4 separate regions of the Mus musculus genome follow, and all the other regions are linked to region 1. Evidence: chromatin contacts called from public ChIA-PET and promoter capture Hi-C data. All regions are on one chromosome and are shown on one strand. The core of a region is the stretch at or near the end of the contact, and the rest is flanking DNA. Distances in the headings are between cores, read along the strand shown.

The links. Promoter capture Hi-C pulls out the DNA fragments that hold promoters and counts their contacts. ChIA-PET counts read pairs in DNA pulled down with a chosen protein or histone mark.
Region 2: a contact with region 1 is called in a promoter capture Hi-C map of 3T3-L1-derived adipocytes, with 3 times the contacts expected there. The contact joins the promoter of Slc28a3 here to the promoter of Idnk in region 1. A contact is called at or near these places in 18 of 39 promoter capture datasets (the 3T3-L1 cell line, 3T3-L1-derived adipocytes, the C10 cell line and 13 more), 3 of 15 datasets of contacts at CTCF or cohesin (the NIH/3T3 cell line, embryonic stem cells and pro-B cells), 20 of 484 Hi-C or Micro-C datasets (the C2C12 cell line, the G1E-ER4 cell line, adipose-derived mesenchymal stem cells and 11 more) and 15 of 115 datasets of contacts at active chromatin or transcription factors (the 230-238 cell line, T-cell acute lymphoblastic leukemia, bone marrow-derived macrophages and 10 more).
Region 3: a promoter capture Hi-C map of fetal liver shows a contact between it and region 1, with 4 times the contacts expected there. The contact joins the enhancer-like site here to the promoter of Idnk in region 1. A contact is called at or near these places in 12 of 39 promoter capture datasets (the 3T3-L1 cell line, the C10 cell line, cranial neural crest and 8 more), 2 of 15 datasets of contacts at CTCF or cohesin (embryonic stem cells and large pre-B cells), 1 of 484 Hi-C or Micro-C datasets (embryonic stem cells), 8 of 115 datasets of contacts at active chromatin or transcription factors (bone marrow-derived macrophages, embryonic basal ganglia, embryonic hindbrain and 5 more) and 2 of 9 other capture datasets (embryonic stem cells and liver).
Region 4: an RNA polymerase II ChIA-PET map of effector CD8 T cells shows a contact between it and region 1, with 14 read pairs. The contact joins the enhancer-like site here to the promoter of Idnk in region 1. A contact is called at or near these places in 2 of 39 promoter capture datasets (the C10 cell line and fetal liver), 1 of 484 Hi-C or Micro-C datasets (cortical neurons), 7 of 115 datasets of contacts at active chromatin or transcription factors (effector CD8 T cells, embryonic stem cells, fetal liver and 4 more) and 1 of 9 other capture datasets (embryonic stem cells).

What each region holds. Positions count from the first base shown.
Region 1 is chr13:58,156,239-58,159,275 of GRCm38.p6, reverse strand. It overlaps Idnk (idnK gluconokinase homolog (E. coli)), which reads right to left and starts at 1,627. Exons shown (of 5, transcript NM_198004.3): 1 at 1,540-1,627. The coding sequence starts at 1,589.
Region 2 is chr13:58,609,443-58,612,479 of GRCm38.p6, reverse strand. It overlaps Slc28a3 (solute carrier family 28 (sodium-coupled nucleoside transporter), member 3), which reads left to right and starts at 1,603. Exons shown (of 18, transcript NM_022317.3): 1 at 1,603-1,783. The coding sequence starts at 1,673.
Region 3 is chr13:58,518,704-58,521,740 of GRCm38.p6, reverse strand. No RefSeq gene overlaps it. Among named protein-coding and RNA genes, the nearest start is that of Gm38494, 26 kb to the left of the region's middle. Within about 2 kb of position 1,535, at least 29 of the 459 cell types and tissues checked have an H3K27ac peak or open chromatin away from gene starts, as enhancers often do. A contact at or near this core is called in bone marrow-derived macrophages and fetal liver, where this site is marked.
Region 4 is chr13:58,470,500-58,473,536 of GRCm38.p6, reverse strand. It overlaps Gm40966 (a long non-coding RNA gene), which reads left to right. Exons shown (of 3, transcript XR_873533.2): 3 at 2,396-2,909. Among named protein-coding and RNA genes, the nearest start is that of Gm40966, 5.4 kb to the left of the region's middle. Within about 2 kb of position 1,611, at least 66 of the 459 cell types and tissues checked have an H3K27ac peak or open chromatin away from gene starts, as enhancers often do. A contact at or near this core is called in effector CD8 T cells, embryonic stem cells and stem cell-derived neural progenitor cells, where this site is marked.

The sequences.
Region 1 (3,037 bases), core at 378-2,877:
GGACAGCCAGGGTTCTGTTACTCAGAGAAACCCTGTCTTGAAAAACCAAACCAAACCAACCAACCAACCAACCAAAAATAATGAGAGAATGTTTTAGTCCCTACTGCATAAATGTTTATATTTTAAGAGAGAACACTGAATGAATGAAGAAAATTGTGCTTTTATCAAAGATTCAAGAGAGAGTTTTTTTTTCCTTTAAATACTACTGAGTTTATTTTTTTGTTGGCCAACTACTCCCCAGGATGGGACCTGCCCTGAAGTGTGGTTGATACATCCAATGAGAGGGGTTTAATAAAAAGTTTAAATGCCAGCACACTGTAAAGTTCGGAGGCCCGTAAAATCTCAAAGCACTGCTAGCTTACCAGATACACACAATGCTGGTAAGGTAGCACAGCAGTTAGACCACTGGCTGCTCTTCCGGGGCCTCTGGATTTGGTTCCCAGAATCCAGATGGCAGCTTGCAACCATCTGTATGGAACTCCCATTGCAGGTACTCTGGTGCCCTCTTCTGACCACCGTGTGCACTGCACCCTTGTGGTACTCAGACCAAAACCCCATAGACACAAGACACACCAACAGGAGCAGAGATGGATCCCGTGCCATCAACACCCTCCTCCATCTCTCCTGTAGAGTTCCCCTTAGTTTTTCACCCTGCAGTACCTGTCACTCAACTGAGTTCTCATTCAGCGCCTCTATCGACTCCCCAGCCCCTGAACTGTTTCCAAATCAGCCCAGTCCAGCCACTCCATCAGAAAACAAACACCGGTGATGCTCTCAGGCTTATCCCCCAGTCTCTACCACAAAGACAATCTGAGCTCGTACTATGGGCTTTGTGTGGTTCTGGACAGAAGTGAAAGGGTTTCTGGGTAGAGTCGTACAACAGCGGGGTTTTCGCCTCTGGGGTTTGTTTGTTCACTCTGTGGTGCTGGGAATGAACACACACACACACACACACACACACACACACACCCGGCACGACAATCAAACACTCCACCACCGAGTTACTCTGTTCCGTTTCACTTTCAGTTTAAAGAACCTTGCAGTTAGATGGCGTCTATCAAACCAAATGCCTACCGCTTGCTTGCTTACTTCTGAACCTTCCAACACTGGGCTGAGAAGAAAATGCACATTTTGCAGAGTTTTAGCAGCACTTTCATATTAACATTCCAGCCTGAGCAGGCACACGATCAAGCTTGTTTCTCACTTTTCAAAATCTATTTGGAAGAATCCAGACACTCACCTACTAGGGAGACCATGCACCCAGGCAAAGCTTTGTACAAAGACCCAGGGCGACGTTTGCCTCCTGGTTTGGGGTTCTCACCCTCCCACACTGTTCTGCGAGGTGCCACCAGGCCCAGGTTTGTAAGGCTGAGAAGGGTCGCTAGCCACGGTCCGCGGTGACCCTGGGGAGCAGCTGCCAGCGGGGCAGGACAGCAGGGGTCCTCAGCAGGGGCCGCAAAGGCATGGCTCCCAGGGCTCAGGGCCCACACAGCCTCCCAGCTCCCATCCGCCCGTCCCCCAGTCCCCCCAACGACCTACTTTCCGGAGCCGCTCACACCCATCACCAGCAGCACCCCGGGTGCCTCCATGACCGTGCTCCCAGGTCCTCAGCGCCCGCTTCCGGGGCAGGTTCCTCCCAGTTCCTGACGTCACGGGACACGCCCCCGCATCTCCAGCGCTGACCGCTGGGCGCTGCAGCCAGAGGACATCTGCAGGCATTTGCAGGTCATCATGTCCTGAAGCAAGGAAGCCACCGGGATGCAGGGACAGTGGTAGAAACAGACAGTTTACTCACAAAGACAGCAGTGAAAGGACACGGAGTGGGCCGGGAGATCTCTCTCTCTCTCTCTTCTCTTTCCTCTCCTCTCTCTTTCCTCTCTCTCTCTTTCCTCTCTTCTCTCTCCTCTCTTCTTTTTCTTCTTTCTCTCAACTCTCTCTTCTCTTTTCCTCCCTCTTTGCTCTTTCCTATCTCACTCTCAGCCCGCAGACCCCACCCCACTCTGGAAGCCAGTTCCTCTTGCTCCGGTTCCCCCTGTGCAAACAGCGATTTTATATCAGAAGACATCATTGGCTGTTATCTGCCCAAGGGGACAGAACGCAGACAGCTAAAACCAGCGGGCCACAGATCCATGCTCACGCGCACACTGAGGCCTCACTGACTCTCCTGGAGGGAGCCTGCAAAGCAGGCTCAGAAGGGACTCCCAGCCAGGACAGGGACAGGTTGCTCTTCCCCGTAGAGGCTTGTGTCAATGACACACAAGAAATGGCAACTGCGGTGCGGCTCTCGGTAGTGTTGGCCATGAAGACAGGTGCATGTGGGAGCTGGAAGTGAGCTGCAATCCACATGGATTTCCTCCTGAGAATAAGCAACACCATCTGAGCTTCTGAACTCTCTTAGTCCACGGGCTTCACCCACAGCGACCACCATCCAGAGCCGCTCTTGGGACAATGTGAAGAAGCAGAAGGGACTGGAGAAGCGTGGATGGTGTGTGTGTGTGTGTGGGGGGGTCTTCTGCATGTATGTGTTTGTACCATGTGTGTGCTTGCTCAAGCCTCAGAAAGCCAAAAGAGGGTGCGGATGCCCAGGAGTTACAGAGGGTTACAAGCGACCCTGGTCTAGTCTCAGCAGGAGCAGCAAGTGCTCTTAACCCTTGAACCATCTCTCTAGTCCCTTTAAAAAATAATTTTTATGTGGACAGGTATTTTTACTTTTAATACTCTCTGGGTCAGATGGTACCTCTAGATTTGAGAAAATCCCAAAATGTTTTCCAAGTTGGCTGTGCCATTTATGCCCACCAAGCAATGTGTGGGCCCTCTGGTTTCTCCGAGTCACCACTAATGTTTGTTGCTGTTGTTTTTACTCTAACCATCCTGACTCTCTCTCTTTAAAACAAGAATTTTACTTTATGTATAGGAGCGTTTTGCCTGCATATATGTAAGAGTACCACATGCATGCAGTACTTGAAGGGACCATAGGAGAGCACTAGATCTTATGAAACTGGAGTTATAGATGGCTGTGAGCTGCCATGTGAGTGCT
Region 2 (3,037 bases), core at 354-2,853, 450 kb before region 1:
GGCATGCTTGTATAACAGTCGAATTATTTCCGACACTAGAATTTGACATTAAAAAAGACTTCATCATTACATGTGTGTGTGGGGGTATCCTAGTGCTACAGTGCCAAAGGTCAGGGGTTGATTCTCTCCTTCCACCATTCTCAACACAAAACTTGGGCCTTCAGGCTTGCTTCCCAACCTGATTTTTTTTTTTCCTAAGTCAGAGTCTTATCATTGGCCCTGGCTAGCTGAGACTCACCATCTAGACCACGCTGGTCTCAAGCTTGTTGCAGCCCTGTCTCTGCCTCTGAGCGCGCCATTGCCACACCCAGCCTTAAATTGGAATTTCATGTGACTTTCATGTGACAGAAAATATCCTTCCCTGTGTGCAATAGAAAGTACAAGGGAAAGCTAACTGGAGGAGGAAGAATGAGAATCAGCTGGAGGTGGGAGGGCAACGAGGCTGTGGGGGAGGGGAATCAACCAGAACACGCTAGGACAAATGCATATGAAGATGCCATGGTAAAGCCCATCACTTTTGTATTACGGTCTGAAAACATTAATTTAATGTTTTTTTAAAAATGAAGTATTCTTCCCTTTATTTTTTTTTAATTTATCCAATAACCTAAAACACACTCAAGCCATATAAAAATGGGTAGTGGGTTGGATTAAGCTTGTATGTTGTAGTTTGATGACTTGGAACAGGGTAAACCCTATTTGAACCCACACGATAGGTTCTGATAAGTCTGTGTTATCCGGGGTCTAGTAGTGAAAATAAAGGCCATGAGCTTCATTAAGAAATCAGCAAAAAACAATGGTCACTTTAGCAACTATTCATAAAATCATCACCCAGATAAGGCCTGTAGGAAGAGGGGTTCCCCTACTTTCATGTCTATTGTCTCCCAGTATCAAACTTTATCATTCTAGTTCTTCACTAATGAGAAGCTACATGACCATAATGAAGAAGGAGAAGAAGAAGAAGAACAAGAAGAAGAAGGAGGAGGAGGAGGAGGAGGAGGAGGAGGAGGAGGAGGAGGAGGAGGAGGAAGAGGAAGAGGAAGAGTGAGGAGGAGGAGGAGTGAGGAGAACAAGACGAAGAAGGAGCTATACAGTGAGTGTGTGGTTCATTTAAAATACTAAGAAGTATACATAAGGGAGTGAACAGTCTCCTTCCACGCGTGGCCAGCCCATCTCTGCAATTCTGTTCTTGGGGTTTGGAGATCCTCGGGGTAAAGTGGGGGGGGGGGCAGTGAAAAGCTCTGCAGGCCAGACCTGCACCTGATTCTCATCCTTTTATTGTCTTTCCCCGTATCTCAAGTTTCCCCAGGCGGAATACGAAGTCATGCATACTGTATCTTCCACATGTCTGGCGTAGATGCAGCAACACCTGCCTAGCCCCCAACACCGTCCACAGGAAGTAGGCGATTTTGCAAAGGACTACAGAGAAAACGGCGGGTTCCCGTTTGTGATGAGAAATCTATGCTGAGCATCCCTGGAAAGAGGAATGGGGTGGGCGTGCTCAAAAAGAGGCCTCACCCCGCCCTTCTGCCCGCCCCTCCTGCTCCACCTCAACCAGGTTCCAGCCCAAGTCATTTAAAAGGTTATTGGAAAGGTTTCCAAACTGAGGTAGCAGCAGGTGGCCCTCTGACATAGCAGAGGTGGTGCTTGCTCTCTCTCTGTCTCTGAGCAGAGGATGTCCAGGGCAGACCCGGGAAAGAATTCCGAGCCCAGTGAGAGCAAGATGAGCCTGGAGCTGAGGCCAACAGCCCCCAGCGACCTGGGCCGCAGCAATGAAGCCTTTCAGGTGAGCAGGGCTAAAGGGGACCAAATAACCCGCTGTTGTGAGAGAAGTAAGGAGAGTAGTTAAGAGAGCCTAGCAGAGCCGTGGGCTCCCTGCGGTGCAGCAAGAATGTTAATTCTTTTATGGGTACGCTTTAAGCCCTTTTTTTTTTCTTCCAACTTGGACTCGTCTGGGTTGGTAAACCTGAAAAGTCTCTTTCAAAGTCTAGTCTTGATCTGGACTGCCCTCCTCACTCCGGAAACAAGCTGCCTTCCTCTCCCTTCCTTGCCCCTGGACTCACAAACAAGTTTCAGGATTTATCCTCAGGTTCCTTCTCCAAGACCTGGGCAGGGGAGAGCAGGCACCTCAGCCCAGGTGGAATGGAGCCAGGATGGCCTACTTATGCAAAGCATATCGTCAGCCACGACTGCCTAGTATCGGGGCTGGGTGCCACAGGTGGCCCGTGAGGGAGGCCGGTCCCTGAGCTGTAATACCCCGCCTGCCAGGAACCTGGATTTGAGTTGCTCCTTATTTGACATGCAACACGAGAGTTTTGAAAAGACAGGGAAGGCTCAGTTACCCTTGGGTTTCCTGGGCACTTAATGGGCAGAACATAATTTTTAAATAATAACACAAGTGGCAGGCAAAAGTGCCTGCATAAACCTCGTCTCCTCCCCCACTACTGGCCTTTAGTCACAACGGTGCCCAGCCCATAGTTTATAGGTATAAGGAAATTAAACTGATAAAAGACAAGTTGATGGGAAGGGGGTGGGGGAGCGTGTAATCTCTACCAGCGTTTTAAATTTCACATGCATTGTGTCTCAGAAAAAAAAGAGGCAGCGTGTCCACAGGAGTCAACTCCAGGGCATATACACGGTACCGTTTATGTGTAGTGTGCACAGTACCGTTTATGTGTAGTGTGGAGAGCCAAGAGAGCCAAGACAAGAGGCTGGGGCTTTAGGGTCCCAATAAATGAATGCAAAATGATTAGAATGTTTGGAGAGTTAGTAGAAGTCAAGGGTCATTGTCTCCAGGTTTATTTGTGCAGACTTGTCTCGGAACCGTGCCTGCTGACACCTCTTCCCTGAGTGCAGGATGGAAGGGAAATCTGTGGGCTTCATTAGGAAGACCAGGAGGGTGGAGGCTGCTTTCGCTTCAATGTCTTCAGCTCAACACATTCTAATGTGACACTGGCCTACTTGGAATCTGACGTAGCCTGACTCCCCTCATAAGCATGAGGAAGGGAGGGAGCACCTCAGACTTGAGAGCTGCCATTCA
Region 3 (3,037 bases), core at 286-2,785, 360 kb before region 1:
AGAGGACCAATCACCATTCCAATTCCCATCACCCACATGATAGGTCACAACCATCTGCAACTCCAATTCCAGGGGATCCGACACCCTCACACACACATGTTGATAAAACACATATAAAAATTATAAGATAATCTGTGGTAGGTTGGTGGAGGGAAAGAGCCTAGGGAGAACACGGTGACAACCATGACCTTCAAAATTCACCTCTATACATAGATGCTTTCAATTACTGCACTCTACCTGTTAAGGATGCTCCCCCGTGCATGGGCAGCAACTGCCAGCAGGCGTCCATCCAGCTTCAACGGCGCCTTAGAAACTCTTTCGGTTTTGGTTTTTGGAGGTTTTTAGAGGGTTTGGGTTTTGGTTTTGTTGTAGATGTTTTATTTTGTTTTGGTGTTTGTTTGCTTGTTTAATTTTTTTATAAACAAGGTTTCTCTGTGTAGCCCTGACTGTCCTGGAACTCACTTGTAGACCAGGCTGCCTCAGACAGAGCTCTTACAGTAGTGACTTCACAGGGTCCCACTTGTCTTGTCAGCGAGGAGAGCAGGACAGAGCCACCAAGAGGGAGGAGATAGAAGAAGAGGAAGGAAAAGGAACAGAGTGAGCAAGACTGGGTGATGGGAGAAAAAGCACCAGGCACCTCCTCCCCCTCCCCCGCTCCTAGGAGAAGCTACAGTGCATACCATTCACTCAGGATCTGCCCTCTCCTTGAAGCATTTTGAGCCCCACTGAACATGAAGCCATCCCGCCTGCTGATGACAGCAGAACTGGCTGCTGCTGGATTCATTTAACACAGCCACCTAGAATCACAGTCCAGCCTGCGAAAAAAGAAATTCATTCTTTATTAAAAGCCAGCCTGACCTTTGGAAATCCTTATTTCTGGAAGAGTGAACTGACTTGCTATGACTAATGACTCCTAATAAGCTTCAAAGCCACAGGACCAGCGGGCACACGTGCAAGAAGATCTAACTGTCTCTGATAAAGATGCCACACAAACCATGTCACATCCTCCTAAGCCAGAGATACTGATGAACAAGCGGGAGTGGACACCATGGCTGACTTCAGAGATGTCCCCCACCCCAGCAGGGACAATGGGTAACAGAGACTACAGGGAAGATTGCACAAGGCAAGGTGTTGAGTGAGATGGGAGATGGGCTAGCAAAGGGCTGGCAGCAAGCCTGAGGTAGGCAGCTTTAAATAGTTCCAAGGATCTATACCCACTTTGGCAGACAGACAGACGAGCCCCACCTTCACCTGAGAAAAGCTAGAAATGGAGCAAGTCTTAAAAGTATAGCTTTCTTTCTTTCTTTCTTTACATCTTTCTAAACTATTTTAAAGTGTGTATGTCAGTGGCAACAGAGTACATGAGTGTGTGTGTGTGCGTGTATGTGTATGTGTGTATATGTGTGTGTGGGGGAGGCTGGGAGGGAAAGAGTCGGAGCATGCACACTGCGGGAACATGGGGTTTGGGGTGGGGTGGGGTGGGGTAGCCGGAGCATGCGCACTGTGGGAAGGCATGAGACATGATGAGGTCACTTCCGGCACACTGTGGCCATCCCTCAAGAGACCATATCAGGTTAGCATGACTTGGCGCTTCTCCTCGGCTATCTACCCAAGAGAAATGAAACCATGTCTACACAAAGACTCACACAGCACTGTTTATAGCCGAAGCCAAAAAGTGTAAGCATACACACTCCCAGTAACTCTAACATGAACGAGGAAAATATGGAGTGTCCGTATCATAGAATACTATTTGACAAGTAAGAAGCACAATATACTAGCAGTTACATAGGTGAGCCTTGAAAACATTATTCTTAATTTTTAAAGTCAGTTGCAGAATATGTTGAGCTATTCTATTTTTATAAAAAGCGCCTCTAACAGAATATTTTAGAGAAAACGCTTCCGTGTTCTAGGCTGGCAGTGGTTAGACAGAAGCTGGCTGTGAAGCAGCATGGGATCTCTCTCTGGAATGGAAAAAAAAAAAGTGTGTTCTGATAACTGCCAATGGTCGCACAGCTCTGAGTATAGTGGAGGAAAAAACACGGGATTTCATATTGTAGTGGGTCCATTTTATGGACTCTATCTCAATGAAACTTCCTAGGGGAGAAGAGGAGAAGAAGAGAAGCCACGTGGGCGGTTTGTTCTGCATCTAACCCTGCGCTGCTGCCGCAGTGAGCAAACCCTCCCAGGCAGGGGAGACCGCCCAGGACAGCACAGCCAATGTTGCATCACAAGTGTATGTTCTACATGAGTTCCATAAGTGGACCTGGAGATAACGCTTCGATACATTCCCACTCAAGACTACTTACAGATGCTTTCCCTAATAGAATGGAATTAGTTGGTCTAACCCAAGCTAACACTTGGCAACCAGAAGGCTTCTGGGAGAACAGGAGCCACTACAAGAACAGATGAGAAAAGTGGTTAATCACACACACACACATGTACACACACACATGTACATACACACACACACACACACACACACACACACACACACACACGCCAGCTCAGACAGGGTCCTGAGATTCATCTTATCTAACTCAGGGAATTTCCCAGCTACAGACTTGAACACTCACAGCCTCCGCATCTAAACATGGAGGCCTCCCTGACCACTTCCCAACTAGAGATTCTGAGAAGCAACTTTCCCTGCAAGCAACATCCCCCTCCCACCATAAACTACATTGCTGAAGTGACAGCCCTCGTCTCTCTCTATCAAACTGACTTCGAACACAAAGCGAGAATTGTAGATACAGCATGAGCCTACGCTAGCATTGGAAGACCCCAGCGGTTCTTACTGAAAAGCCACTCAACTTAACCTTCTGTATATAAACTGTGTTTGTAAAAAAAAAAAAAATGCTAGTTAATGTGAATTTAAAATTTTTCATCTCTTTTATACATACCCTTAACTCAATGGTCAAGTTATTAAGCTTGACAATCTCTATCAAATAGATTGTGTGTGTTCATGCGTGTTCATGTGTGCACGGGTGCACATGTGTGTGCATGTAGAAGCCAGAGATCAATCTCAGGAATCATTCTTCAA
Region 4 (3,037 bases), core at 362-2,861, 310 kb before region 1:
TAATCCTTTCTCTGTGTCTCTAATGCATGATTTTTACTTTTGCTATAGATTGTGGGGAATGTTTAACACATTAACATTCCTTGCTTAGCCACACTTCCAATCCTGTGCTCACAACTCGTGACCTGCCTTTCCTTTATTAATGATTCTTTTCACTTAGTGGGCTTTTAAATTCTTGATGGCATCCAATATATCAATGTCTCGGGTTCTCTAGAGAAATAGAAGCAATGGGATGAATATATACACAGTCAAAGGGGATTTATTAAATGGACCTATATGATATGATCCAGGTAGTCCATCCATGGCTGCCTCACACCTGGGAGCTGGGACCTCTCCCTCTGCTGCTCTGTAAGGGTGTGGATGGCCTCAAGGCCCACTCAGATCATCTCCCCCATCAAAATCCTAACTTGTCACACCTGTAAGTCCCTTACTTCTTAGAGGACAACCTACGGTTCAGGCATTAGACCAACCAATGTGGACGGGAGAAGGGTCCTTTCTTAGCCTTCTGTACTACGTGTGAATTAAATCTCAACAAAGCCTCTTTCCCAATTGGAAAAAAAATGTAAATAAATAAAAATATACACAAAACATATTTGTGTTATAAACTTTCAAGAGACAGTGAAAGATGGCAAATGATTTGCCTATAAATTTTGCTATCTTGATTTGAATAAACCAACAACAAAAGGACATTTTGGAGACAAAGAAAGCCGACATGGGCTGGGTTTGTAAATAACCCTGAGAACTTATTTTTGAGGTAGGAGTACAGAGGGTAGGGTGTTTAGATCCTCTTGGCTAGAATGTCTGCAGGACCTGCTGTCTGTGGTAGCCTTCAGATTCTGGCAAAGGAGGGAGATCATGCTGAATAGGGTCTGGAAGTGAGCCAGCGGTGTGCCAGCGGTGAGCCAGTGGTGAGCCAGCGGGCACAGGCAGGACTGGCCAGGCTGGAGAAGGTTCATCTCTTCATTCTTATAGATTTGAACTTTGTGTGTGTGTGTGTGTGTGTGTGTGTGCGCGCGCGCGCGCGCGCGCGTGCATATGAGCAAATACATTACATTTATGGAAACAAGTTTAATTTTCTGAATTCTGAAAAACATTTATATGTTAGCTTTAAGAAAATACAAGATCTTCCCTGATATTTTCATAACACAATTCTAACATTTAAAAAGTTTTTTTTAAAGGACTTTTAGAAATGCACTCAGTTTCCCTCTGGTCTTACCCCAAATCTCTTCAATTAACGCCATTTTCTGTATGCATGACATAGCGGGGTGGTGAGGCTTTTCCCTAAAGAAATTGATTTTTCCCCCCAAAGAGTAGATAAATAAGGGCTTTCAAATGTCTCATTTCCAAAAGTACTCCGGGCTCTCGCTCTCTCTTCAGCATTTTTTAAAGCGCTTTTAGAAAGCGCAATCTTGAGATTGAATCAGCCGCTGCACCTGCAGCCCCGGCTTCAAGTGCCCCACTGTTTAGGAAGAAGCCCCGCACACTTGCCCTTTGTATCGCTTTTGTTTCCAAAAGAAAAAGTCAAATCTACCGCAGTCTTCCTCTAAACGGAAAATAAAAGGCTTGAGGGCAGCCACAGAACAGGGCAGGGCGGAAGGGGACCTTTGGCGGAGCAGACACCGGCGGTTAGCATCTATGGCTGCGGTCAGGCAAGAACTTGGCTGTGAGCGCCTGAAGAGGAGTTGTCTGAACCCGAAGAAGGTTCGCGGGCTGGGGTGTGCAGCTCTTTCGCAGCCAAGGATTCACAACGTCCTTCCAAATCCCCAGACCTACCCCACAAGTGGAAGAGTTGCTTATTTTGAATTTGGTCTGACTCTTTTGTTATCTATTGAGGTTGTAAAGACTTGTAAATGTACACATTTTCAAAGAGCCCGGGGAGGTGTCTACGAAACAAGGCTTTCTGAGTCTCAAACCTAGTGCTCCCCCACACAGAAACAGACGCCCGTGGCGCTTTCTTTTTATATCTTTTGGTAGTTTTGGTTCGTTTGGTTTCATTTTTTTTTTAATTGTGTATGCGTGTGAGTGTGGACATGTCAAGTCCCCTGGTGCTCATGTGGAGGTCAGAGCACACCTTCCAGCTATTAGTTGACTTTGAGTATCACTATAGTTATCTTGTCTTCTTTTTTTTCTTATGTTATAGATTATCATTTTATTTAAGAGAAAATTCAAGATTCAACCCACTTAAAAAGAAACAAACAAACAAAAAAAAATTCGCCCGCTTGTAGAAAGACTCCTGGCATCACCACTGGCCTTTAGGATACCAATGCAATACATTCCAGAGACTAGCCTTTTTTTTTTTTTTTTTTTTTTTTCCTGTAAGTGTCTTAGCTCCACATTGTGAACATTAGAGAAGATCAACAATCCAGACTTAAATCGAATAGCTTTGCTTGCATTGCAGATGCTGCGTCCCTTCTTCAGTGGCTTGGCAATCAGCGGCCGGGTACTGCTCTGAAGAATTCAATCAAATTGGCATTGAAGACCTGTCAGTCATCACCATTAGGAACGCGGAAGCTGCAAAAGTGGAGCTGGGGGAGGGGGGGGGGGCCGGCTGGCTGTCAGTGTAGCTTTCTCAAATTAGCCTAAGCTTCTTCAGTGCTACCTTTTCTGGGCCACACAACTTTCTTCGTGGCTTTCAGGGTCAATCTCTAGTGACCCACTTTCTCCTCCGAGGTGGTGCCTCCTCAAAGTTCCTCAGCGTTCTGAAACCACCAGGTGGGAAATGCAGTTCAGAGGTTTATAAAGTCCGCTGTGGGCATGGCGGAAAGCATGGCAGGACTCCGACAGTCGTGGTGCTGAGGAGCCAGCTGAGAGTTCTACATCTGGATCCACAGGCAGCAGGAAGAGAGCACCTCTTTGTGTTTATTCAAGTGTTAAGTCTATGTATTTCCCAATACAGATATAAACTACTTGTTTTTAAAGATTTGTTTATTTCCTGTATGTGAGTACACTGTAGCTGTCTTCAGATACACCAGAAGAGAGTGTCAGATCACACTGCAGATGGTTGTAAGCCACCATGTGGTTGCTGGGAATTGAACTCAGG